Linked DNA regions of Pan troglodytes: region 2 is linked to region 1. A link is a contact called in public capture Hi-C data. All regions are on one chromosome and are shown on one strand. The core of a region is the stretch at or near the end of the contact, and the rest is flanking DNA. Distances in the headings are between cores, read along the strand shown.

Region 1 (7,324 bases), core at 2,056-4,555:
CAAAACAAACAAACAAAAAATCTGATTAATCTGATTTCTTTTTCATGTTGCTTCTGTTTTTATGTGCATGTATGTCATTCTGTGAGCCAACAAATAAGTGGATTACATTATTTGATCTGCTAGAAGCCATATTTACGGTTCACTCCTTTTTTTGTGTCACTGGATTCCAAGAACAAGGTTAAATCATGAATATATAATTTAATTTGACATACCAAACTTGAATTCTATGTTTGATTATCTGCTGTGTTCATTGATTGACTGACTGTTTGACTGGTTGGTTGAATCACTCAAAAGTATGCTTCCGGGATGTGCTGGGCACTGTGTTTCAGACTAGGGATCTAAAAGTGAACAATGGATAAACCAGGTTCTCGATACCTCATGGTTTCTAGAAAATAGTGAGTTTATTATTGGCTAAAGTCACTTGCCAGTTAGTTTCTACCGAGTAAGCAAAGATTTTCTTTAACCTGGGAATCTTTTCTGAATTTGCATAGCCTTCTTGCACTAGCCTTCCCTACCCTGCCCTGGTTTCAGGAGTGCAACTAGCTAAGATCTTTACTGGCGATCCCATTGTAAAAGCTTATGCTTTGAGCATTAGAGGAGATGTTACATGTACAAAAGGCTTGATGACTATTAACAAATTATATAAATTGATGCCGTTATTATTACCATGGTCACCACAATTTAGGTTGGTAATGTCATTTTCTATTTGATTTTTTTTTTTTTTTTTGAGATGGAGTCTCACTCTGTTGTCCAGGCTGGAGTGCAATGGCACAATCTCGGCTCACTGCAACCTCCGCCTCCCGAGTTTAAGCGAGTCTCCTGCCTCAGCCTCCCGGGTAGCTGGAATTACAGGCATGTGCCACCACGCCCAGCTGATTTTGTATTTTTAGTAGAGATGGCGTTTCGCCATGTTGGCCAGGCTGGTCTCGAACTCCTGATCTCAGGTGATCCACCCACCTTGGCTTCCCAAAGTGCTGGGATTATAAGCGTGAGCCACCGTGCCCAGGCTTCTGTTTGATTTTGAGATGTTCTTGGAGAAAGTTTGACTACACACCCACTGTTCCTCTCAGCTGACCTTCACTTTCTTCTCTTGTTGTCAGCCACTACGGAAGGATTGGTATGCCAAAAAAGTAATGTCAGGGACTGATCTAAGTAGTACTGCTGCAACTGTCATTTTATCTCAGGTTACCTAAGCTTTAACTAGCATGCTACACTTCATCCAACTATATATTTTGTTATTTTCCACCTGTACTGTACAATTACTGTGTAGATATTAAGATGCTAATAGAGAGATTAATTAATACAACTTTTAAGGGTTAGAATTAGGAACTCAGTAATCTTTATGGGAAAACCATTTTTCTACAAATAAGGAATCCACTTAGTTGAAGAAAGATACTTTATCCAAAATTCTGACAGTATTATAAGGAGTGATTAATGAAAGGGAACACGGACCTAAATTTAAATAATAAATTCTTCAATCAAGTATAGTTTGTTTTTAAAATCAAGTGTGTGATTTCTATATGATTTTAAAAGAGCTTACTAATTTGTTAAATGTAGTAAAAAATTTAAACAGGAGCTAGTTTGGAGCTTAAAGGAAAAAATGATGCTTTAAAAATATTCAATATAGAAATAATTTTTCCAAAAAAAATAGCTGAGTTTTAAAAGCTATTGCATTAACAAAAATCAGGAAACCACTATATTAGGTAGCCTTCCTCAAAAGTTTTTTAAAAAGATATATATTTTTATTCCAAAATGATTTCTGAAAATGCTCTTAGCTTGATTAGCTAAAATTAGCTCCAAGCAAAGGAGGGCAGTGCGAAACCATAACACTTAGCCTCACAATAGTTCTTGCAAACTACAGATAACTAGCTGGAGTAGAAGCAATTTCTCAAGACAATCTTGTCTCATAAATGTTCATTCTTCCATGATAAAGGTTAATGACGACTTGGAAAATTTATTGGATCCCACCAAGACCATTTTAGGCACAGCAAAATAGGGCATTTTAACACAATTTATTCTTTTTTTTTCTTTTTCTACTTAGAAAAATCCCACTATTCACCACATGTATTCATTTAGTGTTCCATTTTATTGGTCCTAAAATCACTGAATTCAGGTAGAGTAGAAACTGGGTCCATCCTACACCCATGTTGCTCTAATTATATTTGAGATATTTACTAGGCAAACCATCACATTTATGCATATTAGGGGATAATTCTGTTTAGAAAGGTTATGTGACATATAGCTAAAATGACTTCTATGAATATGACTAATAGAGACTAATATAAAATTTAATAAATATGTCAACTATAACATCAGAAGAATCTTAAATATGTATGAGAAGGTGTGTAGAAATAACAGTATCTTTTCAAAATTCAAACTCTGGTGTAGTTTAATAATAGACATCAGAATGTTAACACCAAAAAAGTACTGTCATGAATACATTATTTGCAAGAATGTGGGATAAGAGATCTGTGATGTGTATAATACACTTATCCTGATGGCTTTGTTAAGCGCAGTGAAATTACATAGAGTCTACCTGGCCTAGTGTAAGGAAAATGGCATCAAAACCTGGGAAATGCAAAGGAGGGCTATCAACATAATTGAGAAAATAAAAGACAAGAATCATAGAAAACACATTTGGGAATGAGCAAAATGTTGCAGCATTAAGGGACTTAAGGGTGTAATAATGAAAATCAATTGTTCTCATAGGGTTGATGTCAAAGAATATGTGGCTGTTAACAGATAGGAAGCATGAGGAAAGTGAACTCTTGGGAAAGATTTGCTGTTTCTTCTTAGATCAGCTGAAGGTGAAAATACCAGGTGGTTTCTAAAGCAAAGGGCCAAATTCACTCTTGAAAATCATTCTAGCTGCAAAGTTCTATGTCAAGAGGGAAAGAACCAGGGTAGAAAAAAAAACGAAGAAAAACAAACAAAAACTGCTTCATATTCCTAGCAATAGCACACATTACCGACTTGATATCTGAATACTGTTTTTAATGCCAGTCTCTCCTGATCACTCTCTGTACTAAAATCTACTACATGACAGCCCCTAAACTGCTTTTGCTTTGTACACAGCGGTGACCAAGTAACCCTTCTGTCCCAGGAGGTTGTAATATTTAGAATAACCCGCTGCTACAGAAAAATGAAACAGCCAAATAGGGCCCCATCTGGCCTTTTACCAGGCTCCACTGCTGCCCTTGGCATTGTCCCTGTAACCTGCAGACCATAAAGCAAACACTTCACCAGCCCACTATCAAGCAGGCACTTCCTCACACCAGGCGCTGGGTTGGAAACTGGAAAGCTCCTGCCATTCTTACCGTGTCCAGATGCGTCCGCTGGTGTTTGGCGCGGTCACTGGAGTTACTGAAGGCCTTCTGACAACCCGGATGCTGGCACAAATACGGCTTCTCGCCTGTGTGGCTCCGCAAGTGGATCTTGAGATTTTCAAGCCTTGAAAAGGCCTTCTCGCAACCTTCAAACTGCAAAAAGAAAACAATTTTTGGTTGTTGAGAAGGACCTTGAATGTTTGAGTCTGGGGGACAGCAAAAGAAAAATGTTTCTTAGTTGGTACTTTGCCGAAAACGATAAAATAAAATCAAATCCAAACAGTAATAAATATTGCTCCTAAAAATATCCGAATGTTTATGTGAACTGCATTTTTCCGCTGAATATACATGCTACTTTCTGTATTAGATTTGGGTCCCAAACTGATTTCTGTGATTTACTTATGTCAGAGAAAATTCACCGTGAGCCATCTGGCTCTGTTAATAAAAATACAGTAATGTGTGTCTTAAAGATTTATTAAAAATTAACACACTTTTCCATTTCCAAATTGGTCTAAATTGAAGGAACTGGAAAGGAAGAAACTTTCTGACAACGAATAAACTAATAAGAAAAAAAAAGTCAGAGTGATATATGAGAAAAAGGAGAATTGAAGATTTGAGAGTCCAGGATGAAAAAGACATGTGTCCACTAGATCAATATGATCATAAATTTCCTTAACTATATTTGTAAGATTTTTCCAACCCTCAAAAGAGTGACCATGTTAATGTATATGGTAATGGCAAGGCTAATGAGATAAAGTTTTTAACAGGCTCTTATAAAGGAAGCTAAAAGACAATTCATTTAGTGTGAAATCATTTTCCAAAAAAGTACTGTAATACTTTAATCTTTTTTTACTTTTTAGACATTTCATTATCTAATTCATGAGGAAAAGAAGATAAAAGGCTTAAGATTTCAATAAATGTGTCACTGGTTTGTCAATAATATTTATTGACAGTAACATTTACTCAATGTCTTCTGAGGGCAAAATATCAGCTACTATTAATAGGGTCAAAGTGATTCCAATCCTTGAAGTAACAATCTAATAAAGAAAATGTGCTAGAGAAAGCCTAGAAATGAAGCATAAAGGTGAGATGGGGATTTATCTTTTAACTCTCTCTTTGGTGCTAACCCCCAGAATAGTTATGTTACTTAGACAGTTTTAATCCCATTTGAGTTCTCAGGGGAAGGGAAACTGAGAAATACGGAACACCTACTGGAAAAAAGCATAATACATTTAAAGCAATTAAGAAGCCTCACTTCTTATAGAGGAATGCAGGGGGGTGAGGGTGGGTAAGGAAGGAAGGTACGTTCCAGATGGTTCCCATTCAAAATTAGCAGGTATAACTTAACCTTGCTGCAAGAAATTGTATAAAACTCTTTGGTTCTCTTACTTACTATAATAGATGGTAGAGGACATTGTTCACAACAGAATGATCTAGAGCTGGCCAGGTTTTGGTTATTGGAATTTTCATCTTTAAATAAGGGACGAACTAAGTAAAAAAAAATAATTAAACATGTCATAACTCCATCTATTTAAGTTGTCCAGATTTTGCATGCTGGAGTATTTTAAGAAATTTATGAAAGTTGCACTTATTTTTGATTGAGAGTTATACATGTTTCACAGACATATGTTGGTTTATTTCAATTTTGATATTTTGCTTAAAATAATTTTGGTGTTTTCCTGATTTCTATTTCACATAAAAATAAATTTAGCCTGAGCAGAAGATGAATGCTGACAAAGCCAACTACTTTTTCAGCAGAGTGAAAGGAAACGTCACTAGAGGGAGAGAGGAGTTAAGGGGCTCATTTCTGCAGCTTTTCAAGTGACTCTCAAATTTAAGAATAAAGGGGCTCAACATTAAACCCCAACTCATAGCTAAGAGGCCTCTGCTGACCAAACCTCTGTTTTTAGGGTTCTCTTTGAATGACGACTCAGAGAAAACTCTTGGAGCTCAGTTTATTTGACTTGGAATCACCTGGTGGACCACACTTAGGTCTGAAGTGAGCTTGTGGTTTTAGACACGCCAAGTCTGTAGCCTGGTTCTTAGCAAGGCTCTTTTGTAGGGTGGATTCCATTTTGGGGCCAGCTCCAGGGGCACATACCCAAACCTGAGTAGGCCCCATATCCACTCTGTTCCACAGTCACCTCAGATCTTGATCTGAGAGAAAGCTGCATTGTTTCAGCACCCGGATGAGAGCGGAGAACTACTTTAGAATAAGATTAATGAGGTTTCTGTGAGTACAGGATAAAACAACATCCCTAGTTCTACCATAGAGGGATTAGAAGGATCCAAGACATGTCTCTGATTAATTCAAACTGTTCACTTGATAAGACATAAACTATATGTAAGAATACCATTTCCAAGTCTTTCCAGTTAAATGTCCACTTGAATATTCAGTTAAAACCCAACTAATTGCTATTATTACTCTTAACAGAAGCAACAATCAAAGACCAAAGGGCTTATTGCATTCCAAGCAAATCAGTGCAAAATGAACAATATCTCAGAACATCCTGACCATTTTCAAATAGCAAGGATAGAGGAAAATATAGGCACCTAGACTGAAAATGACAACAAAAAGATTATCTGTAAAATAATCAAAATCCAGCTGATATCAGATGTTTCCTCTGTAACAAGAAAGGGCAGAAGACAATAGAACAGCATTACAGTATTCTCGGGGAAAAGATTATGAATGAAGGGTTTGACCTCATTATGTTGTATGAATAAAGGCAGAAGAAGAAAGGCAGTTTCATGTAGTCAGGGGCTCATAACATACACCCCCAACTCACTCTTGTTGAAGAATTCACTTGCAGGAACCATGGAACCCAAGACCAGTAAAATCAGGCACTAAAGGATTGATAAATGCCTTGGTGAGGTGCCAAATATCCAACTCATCACAGGAGTGTGCAGGGCACTACACCTGAATGAACTTGTCACATTGACAATTCTGCCGAAAGAGAAAGGAGGTGCTGTTCATTTCTCTAATGGCGTCTGGATGAAACTTGAAAGCAAATAATTTTATCATGAATCATTATCATTTATTATGGGAATAATCCTGTAATTCATCACAAGAATTTCCCCTCCCTCAGGCAGTTTTACCGCTAGATTTATAAGTTCAATTAAATGCAAATGCATTAAAAATAAAACAACATTTAGGTAGGCTTATAAAAGATTGTTACAAAATATACCAAAATTGGATTCTTTGACTTTTGGGGCAAATGGATGCCTTTTATCCTTCTTATTTTTTTCACGTTTTCCAATTCTTTAATGAGCGAGCATGTCTCACCTTGTAAACTGACATCTAAGCTTAGGGAAGCAAGGAACATTAAGAGTGTTTCCTTGGGTTTGGCCAGATGCTTTCTCATCGAGGTTCCTGAAGTTCAAGTCCATCCTGAGATCTAAGGTCAAAACCGTCAACTGATGCTTGTGTCGCTGCCACTGGACAACTCCTACCCAAATGGAACAATATCCTATTTTCAGGTCTTCTGCTTCCTGGGCTAGCTGTAGGAAACATGAGCCCAGGACTCAGTGACACATGACTCAATGATGAGGCCAGAGTTTGCCCGAGGTTCAAAAACAGACTACATACAGGAAAACAAGAGAAACATGAACCAACAAACAAACTCTCAGAATCCAAGGAGGAAACAGAAGGTGGCTGAATAGAACACAAGGGAGACAAATGCAGGGTGACAGTGTGGGGAGCAGCAATGGAGGAAAAGGGGCCTGGTGTGCATTAAGCATTTATTCCATACCAAGCTCCTTGCTAGAAAATTTCCCCTATGTTAGTAATTTTATCTAAATAGCATTATTTTTTCCCAAAAAAATACTGAGTAAGCTCTATGTGCATGAAAGCAAGTTCAACGTGTACGGCTGGGCAGGTTACATACTGACGCACCCCTGAGGAGTGGTTCGCAAAGATGGGGTCCCTAGACGAGCAACACTGGCATCGCCTGGGAACTTGTCAGATATACACATTCTCTGACCCCAGAATCAGAACGCTG
Region 2 (6,795 bases), core at 2,464-4,963, 81 kb before region 1:
CATCTCTACTGGAAATACAAAAAATTTAGCTGGATGTGGGGGCATGCGCCTGTAATCCCAGCTACTCAGGAGGCTGAGGCAGGGGAATTGCTTGAACCAGGGAGGTGGAGGTTGCAGTGAGCCGAGAACGTGTCACGGTACTCCAGCCTGGGTGACATAGTGAGACTACGTTCCAAAAGAAAAGAAAAAAAAAATATGGCTTGGAAATTTAGACGTTTTGATAAACGCACCTGCATAGTTTGCTAAGGTAGCAATGCCCAGACATTTTATATTCTTATTTGTCTCAGTTCTTGTCTCTAAAAATACAGTGATGGTATTTCTCCCTGACCTCTACCTACTGCAGGGAGTATAGAAGAAATGGGGGTGACTACGCTCATTAAAACCACGAAGTTTTTGAAAGAGAGAACACTCACTCACTTGAGCTATTGCATTAGCAACGCTGACACTGCTTTGGGCTTTAAAAATCAAGTTTTATTAGGTGATGGTGTTCCCTGTTACCAAGATGCTGTATAACTCCGGCAAACTCGTCCAACAAAAGCTGAAAGGCATGACCAATAAATGCAACTCATTAAGAAGGTCTCATTTTACCCTCAGCCATTGTATTGCCCACTTGAAAAATAGTAGATAAATTTTGTCCTTACCCTGAAGAGTAGTAGATAAGAACCGCTAGAAATGTTGCCTACAAAGTTCCAGAAAAACAATTTCAGAAAATGCTTGGAGAAGGAAGTAAAGCTACATCTGGATACCTACCGATTAACTACTAGCAGTGCACCAATGGCTAATACAGGGGCACGCCCTTTGCAACCTCATTGCAACAGTCACTTGCCCATCTTCCTGGAGAAAGTCATAATTTCTCAATTTGCCTAACTATATTTTAAACTTATTTTTAGGGCTGATATTAGCAGTTTCTCATTGGCCATGGGGAATTTTTTAACAATTAGAATGTGAAAGTTAGGGCCCAGCACAGGTGACTCACATCTGTAATCCCAACACTTTGAAAGGCTGAGGCAGGAGGATCACTTGAGCCCAAGAGTTCAAGACCAGCCTGGGCAACATAGTGAGACCCCATTTCTACAAAAACAATAAATGAAATTAGCCAGGTGTGGTGGTGTGTGCCTGCAGTCTCAGCTGCTTGGGAGGCTAAAATAAGACTGTCTGAACCCAGGAATTCGAGGCTGCAGTGAGCTATGACTGTGCCACTGCACTCTAGCCTTGAGGACAGAGCGAGACCCGTCTCTAAAAAGTAAATTGTTTTTAATGTGAGAGTTAAAAAAATCCCAACAATTTCAAGTTGACAATACATTCATTATTTAACTAAAAAAAAAGAAATGTGGAAGAAGAGTATTTTGCCAAGAGGTAGGGGAAAATAATAGGGTAGATCCCATTTTCTGTATCCTCTTGTTCATTATTCATTTGTTGAATGAGGGAGTGTCAATCACTTAGTCAGTAAATATTTATTAAATGCCTACTTTGCACCAAGTATTATGCCTGCCCTAAGGTTACAAACATTATCCCTATTCTCAAAGAGTCTAATTTTTTAACAAAGAAGGGAATAGAAGGAAAAGCATTAAATTAATTAAGCTCCTACTCTGTGCCAGGTGCTTTTCTTGTCAAATCTTCCTAACAACTGAAGAGAGAAGATAGATGAAATGCCCCCCACTTAACGAATGTGAACTAAGACTCCATGATTTGCCCCGAGTCACACAGTTCAGGGTAGACTAGTGTTTGCATTCAAATTGGTCTAATTTCAAAAACCCTTTTTAAAGATTTCTTTAGAGAAAAAAGAAGAAGTCACCCATTATCCTACCATCCTGATATAAAACCGTCAATATTTTGGAGAACTTCCTTCCAATTTTTCTTCTACACATAGGTCAATTTTTAAATTTTTAAAAATGTGTTTCACAGTTGTAATCAAAATGTGTTATACTGCATTTTCTTGGAACTTTGACACCATCAACTGTGAAATGCTCCATTACTCTAGATAGCACCAGAAAGAAAAATCACTGCCAATTATATGATGCCACTGTGAGCTATGTCCAGATTTCAGCGATGTTAAAATGTGAAGGTGAAGAATTTGTGTCTTAGAATCAGTGGCCTACTCTACATTTCACATAGCCCACACTCAGGCTGTGCATCTACTGCCTGGAGTGGTGAGGATGGCTTCATGGCACAGGCGACCTGGGTCTCTTTCAGAGTAGATAAACTCCTCGACTGGACTGGCAGGCCCTCCTCAGAGGGAAGAGGGCTCAATTTGACTGTCTTTTGCATGCCTTGATGCCTTGTCTTGTGCACAGTAGGTACTCAAGAAGTATTTCTTGGTTGAATAAATACATAACTAAAGCTTGAGAAACAATGTATAGCCAGCAGAAGGTAAAAATGACCATGCGCCTGCAGAATGGTACAAGTGCAACTTCTGATGAGGGTTTGTGTGGCTACACTGGGGAAGTGGGGAGATGAGATGGACGGAACTTTGAGCCAGAACCAATAGCTCTGGTTTTTCAAGGTCTCTGCCTTCCTACAGCTGGCTGCTGTTTTAATATCACCTCGTCTTTGCTGTTCAGGCCTTTACGTTGATGTTCTTTTTTTTTTTTTTTTTGAGACGGAGTCTCGCTCTGTCACCCTGGCTGGAGTACAGTGACGCGATCTCAGCTCACTGCCAGCTCCGCCTCCCGGGTTCATGCTATTCTCCTGCCTCAGCCTCCCAAGTAGCTGGGGCTACAAGCGCCCGCCATCACGCCTGGCTAATTTTTTTTTTGTATTTTTAGTAGAGATGGGGTTTTACCATGTTAGCCAGGATGGTCTCGACCTCCTAACCTCATGATCCACCCGCCTCGGCCTCCCAAAGTGCTGGGATTACAGGCGTGAGCCACCGCGCCCAGCCTACTATGATGTTCTTATCCAAGCCTAGCTCCATAGTACTGGTTGATTCTGCCATCTTAGAAAATTATTCACACTCAATTTGCATATTGATTTAGATTTGTTTGTTTGGGAACATCACCCATTAATTTCAAGTAATAACTCATACGGAGAAAATTCAGGCATCAGCAAGAGGCAGGTAGAGGACAGCAGTATTTTTCAGAAGTTGAAACATTCAGCCTAAAAGGACAGTATCTCTTCTGCTTATACAGATCTGATTGCCCTAGGAAGTAAAAGCCTGTGACAGTTCAAATCTATATGACTTGGCAATTCAACTTTCTATGGATGCTCACTAAGATACGTGCCTGAAATGGCAAAATGAGTTTAAATAAAGAAAAGAAACTAAGACTTAGTTCTCTATGCATATTCCCCATTAAACACAAGATCTGCACATTTAGAAAATCATTACGATTTCTCTTGCTTTCCTTTTCTCCTTTTCATCCTCCATTCACCTAACAAGTATCTGTCTCTTTGCCACTTGTGAAGAGCTGTGTTAAGTTCCCTAAAAGATATAATTTTCTGATGGGTCAGAAAATGCTCACAAAGAAGTCTGCACATTAATAGTGAAAGTATGTTTTATTCACAGATAGATAAGTAAAACACAAGGTAGAGGAAGCATAAATACTACCAGAGAAAGACAGGTGATATAAAATCAGAGTTTAGAGCCTGGAGAGATGACATCGGCTGGGGGATCAGGAAAGGCTTCAGAGAGGAGGCGTCATTCCACCTGCGCCTTGAAGGATGGAGAGCATGTGGACCTATGAGAATGAGAGCAAAAACCTAGCAGAGCAGAGGCATGCTTGGGCACAAGAACTCCTGTCATTTCTTTCTCCATGGGCTGTCTGTTGTTTAGAAACAGGATGCTATTGCTGGTGTTAGAGCCCTGGCCAATGAAAAAACCAGCAACTTGAGCTGACCAGTGCGAGGTGTCATAAATCATACCATCATCAGGCCAAAGTCAGGAAAATACCATAGGATTTCATGCCTATCAAGTGTGAAATTTTAGAGGCAAGTCATGAAAGCCTAAGCCTGGTGTAGAACAGAGCATCTGAAATCCACGACAGGTAACTAAGATGAAAAGCAACAGCACAATGTCACTTTTCAAAACTCAAGGGACTGCCAGCTTCTTGCTTACCATGGACATGGATACCATTTGGTTGAAAAGAAGAGTTTGTTTCTGGCTGATAGGACTTCAGGTGTGAACCTGATGGCTGCTGGGTATAGGGAGGCTGTGTTCTTTGCAGTATTGAAGAAGGAGCTGGAACTCTCCGGGGGCTGATGTGGTGAGGAGATGGAGCAGAAGGTGCAAACCTGAGAAAACAATTATAAAAGGAAACATGAGGGACATAAAACAGCAGGAACAAAGGCAAACTCTCCAAAGCCAAATTCTCACCTCCCATTCTGGCTATACAAGAGCGTGACAACAAGCCTTTAAAAAAAAATCCTTCAGGATTTTTCTCTACCCTCTCTCCCTCCCCACTGCCGTTCCCCGTTTAACCACTGAGTTCTCAACTGAGATACAGAGGGAATAAACAAGTACAATAAAGGGAAAACCTACTCACAGTTTGGGTTTCTCAAGATTTCTAAGCTGCATTTCAAATACACTATGTTTGGTGAAATTCAAAGTACATCTTTTGCCAAGCCCTTTTTCTGCTAATTTTTTAAAAATCTATTTGCATTTAAGGGGAAATTTGATCCGTATGTTTCTGAATCATTTACACTTAGCTCATAAACATTTTGTTCTGTAAGATATATCTGAGGTCCAAGAAGTGTTGTTACAAGTCTTTATTATGAGCCTCTCTAATCCTATTCTCTTTAAACAATGCATTTGCTTTCGCCAAGAATGAATTAACTTAAACCTCAAAGGTCAAGTATGGCTTGAAACCCACAACCCACGAGATCTGCGTGGGCTCCGTGCTTGGCAAAGAGTGTTCCTGAGGGTATGATAGGAAGATGAGGTAGGAGTCACAGGCGCCAATCACAGTAAGACTATTGATGGTTTCTGGGGTGGGGGACATGTTGGTGTTTAAATAAGGAGATGTTGTCAAGAAACCTGGGATATGAAATGGATGATTGTACATTGATCTTCCAGTTGTGAAGGAAAATTGGAAAGACCTGACTCACTATGTTTAAAATGACAGTTTATGCTTTCTAACATCGAAGGCAAGATGTAATTGTTAGAACAATGTTACAGTTTGGCAATGTCTATCAAATATCAAAATGATCCTCCAGGTGCCAGTTCAGTAGGGGACTGACAGAATATAGGGGAGAAAGGAGCAGGAAGTCTGTCAATGCAGTAAAATGAAGCAGCAAATGAATTGTTTAGTTTCCTCAAAAAGTCCCAGTAAGCTGAAAACTTTTAATCAGCTGTTCCTTACACTGTGTAGAAAGACAGGCTTTGTTTTGCAGTAACACGTATAGGTCACCATCTGCTTACATTGCTTATTTCACAGGAACAAATCGCTTTAACTTTGCTGGGCTTTTGTGGAGGGCCATAGATGATAAAAAGGGAAGATGAACTAGTCAAGCTTATAAAGTGATTGGAAACATTCTGAACCAGAATATTTAATAAGGCAGAGTTTCTATGTTTGTACTGTAGCAGTAAGAAAGCATGGGACAAAAATCTCATGTTCTTTTTGCTTTTCCCATGTGAGGTGTGATGAGACTATAGAAGAAAGTGAATGTAAGAACCAAGAAAGTAGGAGTAGGACTCGCTAACCTCTAGGGAAAAGAAGTCAAGGCGAGGAGCTTAGACAAACCAGCTGGGTTGGGATGCCTGTTTAATTGATCATTTACATCTTCATTCTGCTGAAAGAGAATAGTAAGTGACTGTACCGTGCTGAGTAAATACACATTTTCTGAGCATATCATCTTAACTGGTATTACCCTGAAAAGATGTGCTGAATAGCTTGAGAGAAAACACAGCAAACAAATCCTGGCACTGCCCTGAGAACATCTAGTAAAACTCATTTGCCAGGATTCCTCCTATGAAGGCTATTTTCTAGGGGAACATGTTTTTAACGTGTCTTACAAGTTGCTCTGAGGTTGTGGGAGAGCGATGAGCAATTGGGAGATCATAGACTTTAGGGGCAGAAGGAATCCAGGTTAACACCTAATCCCAAATCCCCTGGTCCTTAAAGATCCCCAGAGATGGAGGCAGGAAGGATCTGAATTGCAAGGCAACCTATGGTGCTATTTAACAGTCATTGCTGGTGTCCCAATTTTGTTTTCTGGGGCAAAGGAGCAAGATCCTTTGATCGGCTCCCTAATTCTGTTTCCTAGGTTGTAAATCAAAGATGCAACTTGCTCTAGATGGTTTTCCAGTCCCTTCTTCTGGAATATCTGCTATCCTCTTTCTGTTGAGGACTGATGGGACACAGAGATGTGTGAATGGGCAAGTCAGCAAGTAGATCTATATCTAGATCCTACATATATATGATTCTCTATAATTATATGCTGATTAAAATCATTCTTATGTACTCATTCATGGAAGTTCCAAACCAGGGCCATGCTCTCTTGACTACCAAATATTACCCAGTATAATAATATCATTGAATAAAGAAAAAAATATGATAGGTACAAACCATGGTTTTAGCACTGCTGTCTGTCTCAAAGACATGAAGGAATAAAATATCATGGCTTCAACTGACTCAAGATTTTGCTTTTTCCTAATTCAGGCTGAATTTTCCTCTATGTTAGTCAAATAAATGAATTTATACAATATAAAGTTAATATAATTTCAAAACATAGTATGACACCCCATATAAAGTATTAATAGAAATTTAAATATAAACTATTCTAAGTGAAATACACATTTAAAGTAGGCTTTGATTTGAAAAGGAAAGAAATAGTACAAAAATGTTAACTTTTATACATGCA

What was found. Capture Hi-C pulls out chosen DNA fragments and counts their contacts.
Region 2: a capture Hi-C map of stem cell-derived neural stem cells shows a contact between it and region 1, with 2.1 times the contacts expected there. The contact joins two enhancer-like sites. A contact is called at or near these places in 1 of 7 Hi-C or Micro-C datasets (stem cell-derived neural progenitor cells) and 1 of 1 other capture datasets (stem cell-derived neural stem cells).

What each region holds. Positions count from the first base shown.
Region 1 is chr11:111,991,687-111,999,010 of NHGRI_mPanTro3-v2.0_pri, reverse strand. GLIS3 (GLIS family zinc finger 3) reads right to left here. Exons shown (of 12, transcript XM_063788746.1): 6 at 3,318-3,479. Among named protein-coding and RNA genes, the nearest start is that of RFX3, 450 kb to the left of the region's middle. Within about 2 kb of position 3,305, at least 1 of the 24 cell types and tissues checked has an H3K27ac peak or open chromatin away from gene starts, as enhancers often do. A contact at or near this core is called in stem cell-derived neural stem cells, where this site is marked.
Region 2 is chr11:112,073,854-112,080,648 of NHGRI_mPanTro3-v2.0_pri, reverse strand. It overlaps GLIS3 (GLIS family zinc finger 3), which reads right to left. Exons shown (of 12, transcript XM_063788746.1): 10 at 4,052-4,227. Among named protein-coding and RNA genes, the nearest start is that of RFX3, 370 kb to the left of the region's middle. Within about 2 kb of position 3,713, at least 3 of the 24 cell types and tissues checked have an H3K27ac peak or open chromatin away from gene starts, as enhancers often do. A contact at or near this core is called in stem cell-derived neural stem cells, where this site is marked.